Regions from separate parts of the Mus musculus genome. Here all the other regions are linked to region 1. A link is a contact called in public HiChIP or PLAC-seq and promoter capture Hi-C data. All regions are on one chromosome and are shown on one strand. The core of a region is the stretch at or near the end of the contact, and the rest is flanking DNA. Distances in the headings are between cores, read along the strand shown. Region 1 holds the start of Trpm2 (transient receptor potential cation channel, subfamily M, member 2). Region 2 holds the start of Itgb2 (integrin beta 2). Region 3 holds the start of Tspear (thrombospondin type laminin G domain and EAR repeats).

Region 1 (2,764 bases), core at 116-2,615:
CGGTGACCACATGCACGTTATCTGGCCTGTGACCTGCCTCGCCATTCACTGTTTTGGAGGAGAAACAGCCCCCTCCACCTCCACCTCCACCTCCACCTCCACCTCCACCTCCACCTCCACCTCCACCTCCACCTCCACCTCCACCTCCACCTCCACCTCCACCTCCACCTATGGCATTATTCCTAACAACATTTCATACAAGTGCTGTCCCTGCAAACAGTGTTTTTTTTTTTTTTTGGTTTTTGGTTTTTGGAGACAGGGTTTCTCTGTATAGCCCTGGCTGTCCTGGAGCTCACTCTGTAGACCAGGCTGGCCTCGAACTCAGAAATCCGCCTGCCTCTGCCTCCCGAGTGCTGGGATTAGAGGTATGCACCACCACGCCCAGCGCAAATAGTGCATCTTTACCATGGCTCCATCCAGACTGGGGTGGCTGGATGGGAAGATGTGAGGCGTGGTGAGCATCAGCAGGCTGGTTGCCTCATTTGGGGAGGGGAAGCCACAGGGCGGCTGTAGAAGGACCTTCAACAGTACATGCTGAATCAGGGTCTGCACGGAGGACCTAGTCCTGGGGAGGAAATGAGGAAGGAAGCTGCTGGCCAGGCATGACTTCCTGGGCAGATCCCCCACAATTTACATCAGAGGTCATACATACACCAATCCTCTTCATGTTCTTGGCACTGAAGCCAATGGCTCAGGGGTTCTGTTGGGCATTGCAGACTGGTGTTGGGAACGGAGAGGAAAGAGTGTGATTCAGGGATGAAGGAAGTGTCAGTCGTCTTCCCAGGAGTCAATACAGCCCTCATCACGCTCAGGAACCAGGCACAACACATTCAGGGTAACTGGGGATAGGGTGGGCATCTTTGAAACCAGCCCTGTTGCAGGCTCAATTTAGGATCCATCCTACTGGTTCTTTCTGTCTCCTCTGTTGTGTGACACACTTGGAGGGACCCTGAGGCTGCCCCAGTCTTTAGGTCCCCTTGGGAATTGTCTTTGGCTTTGGGTGCTCCTGTGAGGAGCACAGCTAATGTGAGGGTAGCTGTAAGGGACTTTTAGCAGGAGGGTACTGAGGCAGGAGTGAGGCGGCTACTTAAGTCCGCTCAGGTCCAACAGGGGCGCCCTGGCTCTTTATACCAGGCTGCCTCCTTCGAGGTTCAGGGCTTGAAGACAAGGCATATACAAATCTTTTCCTACACTTTGTGGAGGATCTGATTCCCGGGGCCGCAAGTGCCTTTCTAGGTGTCCCGAAGAGGCTGACCCGCAAGTGGAGCATCTCAGGAGGCCCAGCACATGCTTGGCTCCACGTTCTTAGTTAGTTGCGGCTGCCAAGCAATCAGGCTGAGTGACGCAGAGTGCGGGGCGGGCCATTCAGGCTGCGCCTAGCGATGAGATGCGGGTGAGAGCGGCTGTCCTGCGCAGCTGCGCGTGTGACGCTGGGGTGCGCGGCCTCTGAGCAGGTACCCGGCGCTGGTCAAGGGGCGCTGACCCAGTATCTGGAGAGGAAATGGGGGTTCAGTTGGGGGATGGGAACGCTGATTGCAGGGGCTCATGCGGGGAGGGGAGCGGGTTGCAGTGTCCTTTGAGTGTGACAGAAGTGTAAAGATTAAGTCTTCGACCTGGGTGCAGGCATGAGCTAGAATGCGACTGCTTTCTGGTGCAGAGAGTTCAGCCTGGGGTGGGGGGGGTGGGGGGGAGGGTGTTCCCTGGAGTAGAGGTGTAAGTTGGGGGTGTTGAGGGAGTGCAGGGTTTGAGCTGCATCTAGGTACAGGCTCTGGAGCTGGTACAGGGGCACAGACTCAATGTCAGCCAGTGTGACCTGTGCCCACGCGCTATAGCTCTCAGCTCCCGCTCTTCTCTGGACCCTCACAGAGGACTGAGGGCATTAGCTTCTGTGCCCTTTCCTGTGGTTAGCTGTTTATAAAATCTGAACTGCTTTCCAGACCAGTATGTCCAGGATGCCTGGGAGCAAGCAGAGAGCTACTGGGAAGCCTGAGAGATGCAGAATTTTTCAGTGAGTGAGGTAAAGAAGGTGCCACATGCCCCAGCCCCCAGCCAGGGCTCATAAGCCCTCCCTCCCAATAAAGTAAGTCCCGTATGTTTGCTGGTACTTTTGTGTGCCGGGGTGGGTGTGGTGGCCAGAAACACGCTGGTCCAGGAGTCTTGAGGGTAACTAGCTACTTGGAAGATGTGCCCAGAGCCCAGTCGGATTTGGCTATCTTCTATCCATTCCTAACCGGGCTCTCTCAGCAGGGGCTGGATTCAGTTGCTTGAGGCTGTAGCGGAGGGTGTACCACTCCTCCTCCTCACATCTGAGCCCTTTCCTGTCTCTACCAGTGTGTGTGTATAGAGCTCAGGTCTGGAGGCTCATCCCACATGGGGGCCTTGCTCTGTTCCAGCCTGCTGTCTTCTACAGGTAGTTCTGATGACCCAGATGAATACATTTACAGATGTCATGTTGTACCCAGGGTGTAGGCTCTGCCAAGTCCTCTCTATCTGTCTGTCCATTCATTCTTTGCCCTTTGGAGTACTCTGAACACACACACACACACACACACACACACACACACACACACACACACACCCATAGGTGTCAGTGACTGGGGAACCCCACTGAGGGCATTGTCAGTCTTCCTGACTCCATCTATGGCCTTTTACTCTTTTTGGACAGAGGATGGGGGGAGAAAGAAGCTGAGCCAAGGTCACAGTGTGGCCTAAGAGCAGTGGTGGCTTCAGGTGGGAGAGCATCTCAGGGTGGTTTGCAGCTGGC
Region 2 (2,764 bases), core at 67-2,566, 440 kb after region 1:
AGCCTCAGTAGTCTCCACGGCTCACTCCTCATGGGAGTGAGTTTTGAAGGGAATTTTGAGTCATTATTGACTGCAGACATTTGGAGTTTGCAGAGCCAGTCAGCCCACCCTCTCATTTCCCCAGAGTTCAGTGGCCTCCCCAGTTCACACCCTTTCTCCATAGAGAGCAGAAGGCTTCCTCCCAAGCTGTGTATCAAAGATAGCCCCCGGCCCCCTGCAGCACTTCCTGCAAAGGATGATTGCATGGTTCCTCCACAATCGCAGTGAACACAATTCACCCCAGCCTAATGCATGCCTGCGGCAAGACTGTGTCCACATATGTCAACAGAGAAATGTTGGAGAAAGGAGGAGATAGGAAACTTGGGCCTCTCCAGCCCTAACTAACCCTCAGGACTTGCTCATTTTACTCCTGCTTATGGCAGCAGTCAACAATCTCTCATCTGCTCACTCACTGGTGGATGTAGAAAGGGTGTCTGTCACCTGACACCTTCCCCCTATCTGGGATATGACCCTGTGGTTGCTGGCCCCAGGCCTGGCCACTATGGTATGTGGGTGGGATTCTTGGGTAGAGGACTTCCTTATTATCTGCTATGCTGTAAGCTGGGCTGGGCATTTTGGAGCCCAGGTTCCAGAGACTTGCAGGGTAGACTGAGAATCACCCCCCCCCCCACACACACATACACACTCCCCACACGCCATTTTAAAGCAGATGGGGACAATGGACATCTCAGCAGCTCCTTCTCTTGCTCATTACCTCCAATCTGACACTCACCTTCATGACCATAAGTATCTACTTCCATTCATAGTAGGTGGGTGTCAGTATGTGACCCCTTCCCTCCCACAATCTGTCCCAGCCACCTCCACCACCACCCCTACCCCTTATCATAGCTGACCTTCCTCAGTCCCGGGCATCCACGACTATCACAGAGAGAGAATCAACACAGTCGGCTGCCTGCTGACCCACAGTTACAGATGTTCCCAGCGCTCCTGAAACTCTGCTCAGCTGTGGTACCAGGCCTCCCATCCCTGGACGTCAGTCAGGAGAGTCTGAATAGCCAGAAGCCACATGTACAAGACCATTTTTTTGACAGATAGGCAAGGTGAGAGATGGGGAAAGGCCACCAGTGCCTGTCGGGCTGGAGTCATAAAGAGAAATTCCACCGGAAGAGCCCACTTCTGAGGTGTTTCCCATAAGAGCTACCTGAACACAGGAGCCCTGCACTCACCCCCTCTCAGTCCCAGGAAGCCTCCACTCCGAGAATCTGACTGGAGATGTCTTTGCCTACTTCTTGCCAGCTGGCTGTGTGGTTGTGTCTAAAGAACACAGCCGCTGAGGCCCCCCCGCCTGACACTTCCTGTTCTAAGTCAGCGCCCAGGAGGAAGTTGAGTGACATTTGGCTGATTGGCCCACATGTGGGTATCACCTCAGCCCCTTTACACGTGGGACGTTAGAGAAGAGACACTGAGAGAGGGAGGGGCTTGTAGGCGATGACAAGCTTTTACGGCAAGAGTGGAGGGGCTACTGTTGGAAGCAGCAGCCATTGATAGCATCGAGGGGCTCTCTCACATGTCAAGAAGAGGTAGGGATTCATGGACCAGCAGGCGGAAGCAGAGGCTGATTGTGTGGGTTCTCAGTCTGGGAGAAGGACCCAGCTACAAGTGGATGGGCTGAGGTGGTAGCCCACTCGAGGAAGCAGGCGAATGGGAAGAAGGAGGCAGGGGAAGGTCCTGGGCAGAGAAATGGGGCAGAGTGGGGCATGGAGGGATGTGTTAAGTAACACTGTAGGAGCTCAATCACAAAGTTAGTGGTGAACAAAACCCCACCTGACTAGTTGCAAGAGGAGAGAGGGCAGAAAGAGAGACACCAAAGGGAGTTGGGAACCTTTAGCATAAGATTTGAGATGTCAGCCTTGTTGAGAAACAGTTAATTCTTTCCGCAACAATGTTTCATGGTTACATCCCACTACCTGCATCTTTAGAGTTACATGCTGAAATGCTCGCAAATGGTAGAAAAACATGGCAGATTTTCTTCCTTGTAATCAGGATGGGGGTTGGAGGTGGGTGTGGATACAAGACAGAGGCCAGGAGGTGACCACAGCGGAGGGTTGGGGGGGGGGGTGTTGGCTGAAGACCTGGGTGTTCATGTGTTACTCTTTCTTCGTGTAGTATGCTTGGTAGAATTTTTAAAGACATAGTTACATGAAGATAAAGCTGTGGAGTGGGGACATCAGCTATGCAGGACATCCTGGTGATAATGGTTGAGAGGGTTACAAGAAGTTAATAGCCCTGAACCTTTATGCATATTTTCTATATCTTCTCACAGTTGAAAAAAAATGTGCAAAAGATGCCAACTGTTGAAAGAACATTGTTGGAAAGCAGGTGTATCAGTTCACACTTGTAATACCAGAATGTAGGATGCTGATGCGGGAGGACCACTGGCTCAGTGGTTAAGAGCACTGACTGCTCTTCCAGAGATCCTGAGTTCAAATCCCAGCAACCACATGGTGGCTCACAACCATCTGTAATTGGATCCGATGACCTCTTCTGGTGTGTCTGAAGATAGCTACAGTGTACTCATGTACATAAAAAAAACAAATACATCTTTTTTTTAAAAAAAAAAAAAAAAAAGGAGGACCGCTGTGAATTCAAGACCAGCCAGGCAGAACTGTAAGATCCTAGCTCATAAAGGACGGGGAACGGGGGACAAAAGTCAAGAATGAAAGACCTGCACATACTTGTAGAAAATACTAACAAACACCACCAA
Region 3 (2,764 bases), core at 132-2,631, 280 kb after region 1:
TGTGGTGACAACAGACTTAGAAGCTCCACCTTCAAAGCTGTCACTGCAGGTGTGGCTGGAGAACACACCTGGAGGAGGGGCAGGGGCAGGGGCTTCTCTTCTGCCTCAGATCCCCACAGGTGGCACTGTATCGGGCCCCAGGGTCTTCTCACCCACAGCCCTCAGTGTACCGGTTGCTGAAACTTACAACCAGTCACTTCTAGGTAGTTAGGTTATAAACCGCATGCAGCAGCGTTCACATAGGTCAGTGTTCCAAACCTGGGTCGCAGGGTCACCCCTTGCCATGTCACAGAGAGCAACAGCCCAGTACGGGAAGGAGCCTCACTCCTCCTGGCAACCCAACAGAAGGTGTGCACCCGAGAACACAACCACCTGTCACACCAGTACCTCTTGTCCCTGGGATTCCCACTACCAACTTGCAGGTCCAGCTATCAGATCCAACTGCCTTGTGTCTTTATCCCATTAATTGTGACTTGATCGTTAGAATCTCTTGCTGGGAACCCTAGAGCAGGATGTCACTGGTGTTCCCAGTGGCCTAAGAAGAGAAGGAGGCCTGTAGTTGGCCCACCTCGAGGAGCTCCAGGCTAAACCCAGGTGTGGGTTGTGGGTGTGTTTGGGGCTGGGCCTGTGTTTTCTCCTTCAACTGGGGACAGAGCCAGGCCCGTGGCGGCCCAGAGCTTTGCTAAATGCAGGTTGGATAGCTCATCCGATGCCAGGAGCCCGAGGGCCGGGGACTTCATTCCTGAAGCAGGTGCCTGGCCTTCCCCGGCAGTCAAGCAGGTAAGTACTTGCGAAGCCTCGATGGCTGCTGTTAGCGCTTTGAAACTTGAAACCCCTCCCACCTCTAGGAGCTTAGAGAAACCTTTTATTGTGACTGCCTGTGCTGCCCCTTCTATTGTATCTCCCCTGTCCCCCATAACTGTCCAGGTTTCTAGGAGGACAGCATCTTACCACACTCAAGTGACCTGGTGTCAGGAGGTGGCATGTCAAACCCCATTTTTCTCCAACTTCACAAAAGATGCCCTACCCATGTCCCCATGTGGTCACCTTACCTGTGCAGGGCTCCCAGGGCCGGGCACCACGGCTTGGGGTACCCAGAAGCAAGAGCACCGCACACAACATCAGCAGCGCAGACATGAGGGGCTCGAGTCCCAAGATCCATCCAGGGGTTCCACACGCCTGCAGAGAGGCAGCCACTCTTAATTCCCTGTGAGGGGCAGTCTGGACCCCAGGTGGTCACTGTGATGAGCCCATGTTTGTATCTGCAAGAGGACAGAGGTAGTCCTGGCAGTAATGACAGCCCCTAGCTGTTCTGCAGTAGCAAAAGGCGGGTGGCCCTGGCAGACTGAAGCGTCAGCTGCAGGCAAGGGCTTATCTCTCTGCTTCCCTGCTGGGCTTGGGTCCCGAGCGCAGGTGACAACGGGTATCAATCTTCAGGACTGGGATTAGTCATTGGCAAAGCTCACCCTCCTGAAGGAGAGACAGAAATAGATCCTTCAGCGGAGCACTGAGAACAAACCAGAAAAACTTAGAAAACCAGTTTTTCCTGGGTGCAGATGACGGGCGGCCGCGTGCTGCTGTGCAGGACTCGAGCAGGTGACCTTGGCAGACCTGCAGCTACCGATAGGGACAGGTGCTCTGTCGGTCCACCTCCTGCTCTCTTGGGGATTCCCAAACAGGGCTCTTTCCTCTCAGCTGGGGCGAGTGTCCCCCGAGGTCCCAACACGCAGCAGGGGGTCAGCCTTAGGTCCAGCAGAAGGTCAGATCCTCTGTTCTGTGCTGAGATAAGGATCAGTCTTAGAGGAGGTGGTGACAGAGGAAGGTCTCCTGCCCTGCCGGGTCCCACACCGTCCCCAGGAGGGCCGGCTTTGAGGAGGGCTTTTTATCTGGTGCCCAGCCCTCGGAGGGTGTGTGGGTTTGTCAACTGTTGGCTTCAGGAATTCCCCTGTGGGGGGAGCCATCCTTAAAGCTGTTCCAGAGGAAAGGGTTTAAGAGTGGCTGTGCAGAGAGTGCATTGCCCGTGTGTGCTCAATTCCCTGAGAGATGCTTCCGACTCAACAGGACCCCCTTTCACAAGCCCCTGAGACACACAGTCCCCCCACCCCGAATGTCCCAACTCAGAACTCAGGCAGAGCCTGACACTGTGGGTGTTTGTTTGCAAATGGCAGACGGTTTTGTATGTATGGGGAGGGTGGGGGTGGCAAGAGGGTGGGTACTGAAAAACAGAGAGAGAGGATGATGAAGATGGATGGAGAAGAGAGAAAGAGTTAGGGGGAAAGGCCCAGCTCAGGGGCCTGGCAATGTTTGACTCAGTGGGTGTTTGTGAGCTCAAGGCCCTGTGATTAGAGAGAGACAGAGAGACAAGAGACCATAAGAGAGGGAGCAGACAAGATAGACCTGGAGAGATGAGATGGGGTGGGGGATGGGAGGAGAAAAGAGAGAGGTGGGAGGGTAGTACAGAGATGGAAGAGGAAGAAGGGATGGATGATCTGCAGAGTGCTGGAGGGTCTGTCTCTGTGTAGGGGACATGTATTCAAGCCTTCCCTTCTCCCTGGAAACCCTGATCTGCCATTTATGTCCCGGTGAGGAGGCTTGTGGGCTTGTGGTGACTAAGATAGCTATAAAGAAATCCTTGGAGAGGCACTTGTTATACATGGCTACCCTCTACCTGGCCCAGGGGAGCTCTTGGGGTAAGTTTCTTCACTCCTGGGCTCAGTGCCGCTCCTTCCTGGTGGGACCTATGGAGTAGTGGCGGGGTTTTCTG

What was found. Promoter capture Hi-C pulls out the DNA fragments that hold promoters and counts their contacts. HiChIP or PLAC-seq counts read pairs in DNA pulled down with a chosen protein or histone mark.
Region 2: a contact with region 1 is called in an H3K4me3 HiChIP or PLAC-seq map of forebrain, with 5 times the contacts expected there. The contact joins the promoter of Itgb2 here to the promoter of Trpm2 in region 1. A contact is called at or near these places in 8 of 484 Hi-C or Micro-C datasets (the Ba/F3 cell line, cardiomyocytes, cerebral cortex and 5 more), 11 of 115 datasets of contacts at active chromatin or transcription factors (CD8 T cells, astrocytes, bone marrow-derived dendritic cells and 8 more) and 2 of 9 other capture datasets (adipose tissue and liver).
Region 3: a contact with region 1 is called in a promoter capture Hi-C map of neural stem cells. The contact joins the promoter of Tspear here to the promoter of Trpm2 in region 1. A contact is called at or near these places in 2 of 39 promoter capture datasets (hippocampal neurons and neural stem cells) and 1 of 9 other capture datasets (adipose tissue).

Annotation. Positions count from the first base shown.
Region 1 is chr10:77,968,473-77,971,236 of GRCm38.p6, reverse strand. Trpm2 (transient receptor potential cation channel, subfamily M, member 2) reads left to right here and starts at 1,365. Exons shown (of 34, transcript NM_138301.2): 1 at 1,365-1,454; 2 at 1,938-2,080.
Region 2 is chr10:77,528,922-77,531,685 of GRCm38.p6, reverse strand. It overlaps Itgb2 (integrin beta 2), which reads right to left and starts at 1,316. Exons shown (of 16, transcript NM_008404.5): 1 at 1,227-1,316.
Region 3 is chr10:77,685,186-77,687,949 of GRCm38.p6, reverse strand. It overlaps Tspear (thrombospondin type laminin G domain and EAR repeats), which reads right to left and starts at 1,381. Exons shown (of 12, transcript NM_001287074.1): 1 at 1,053-1,381. The coding sequence starts at 1,137.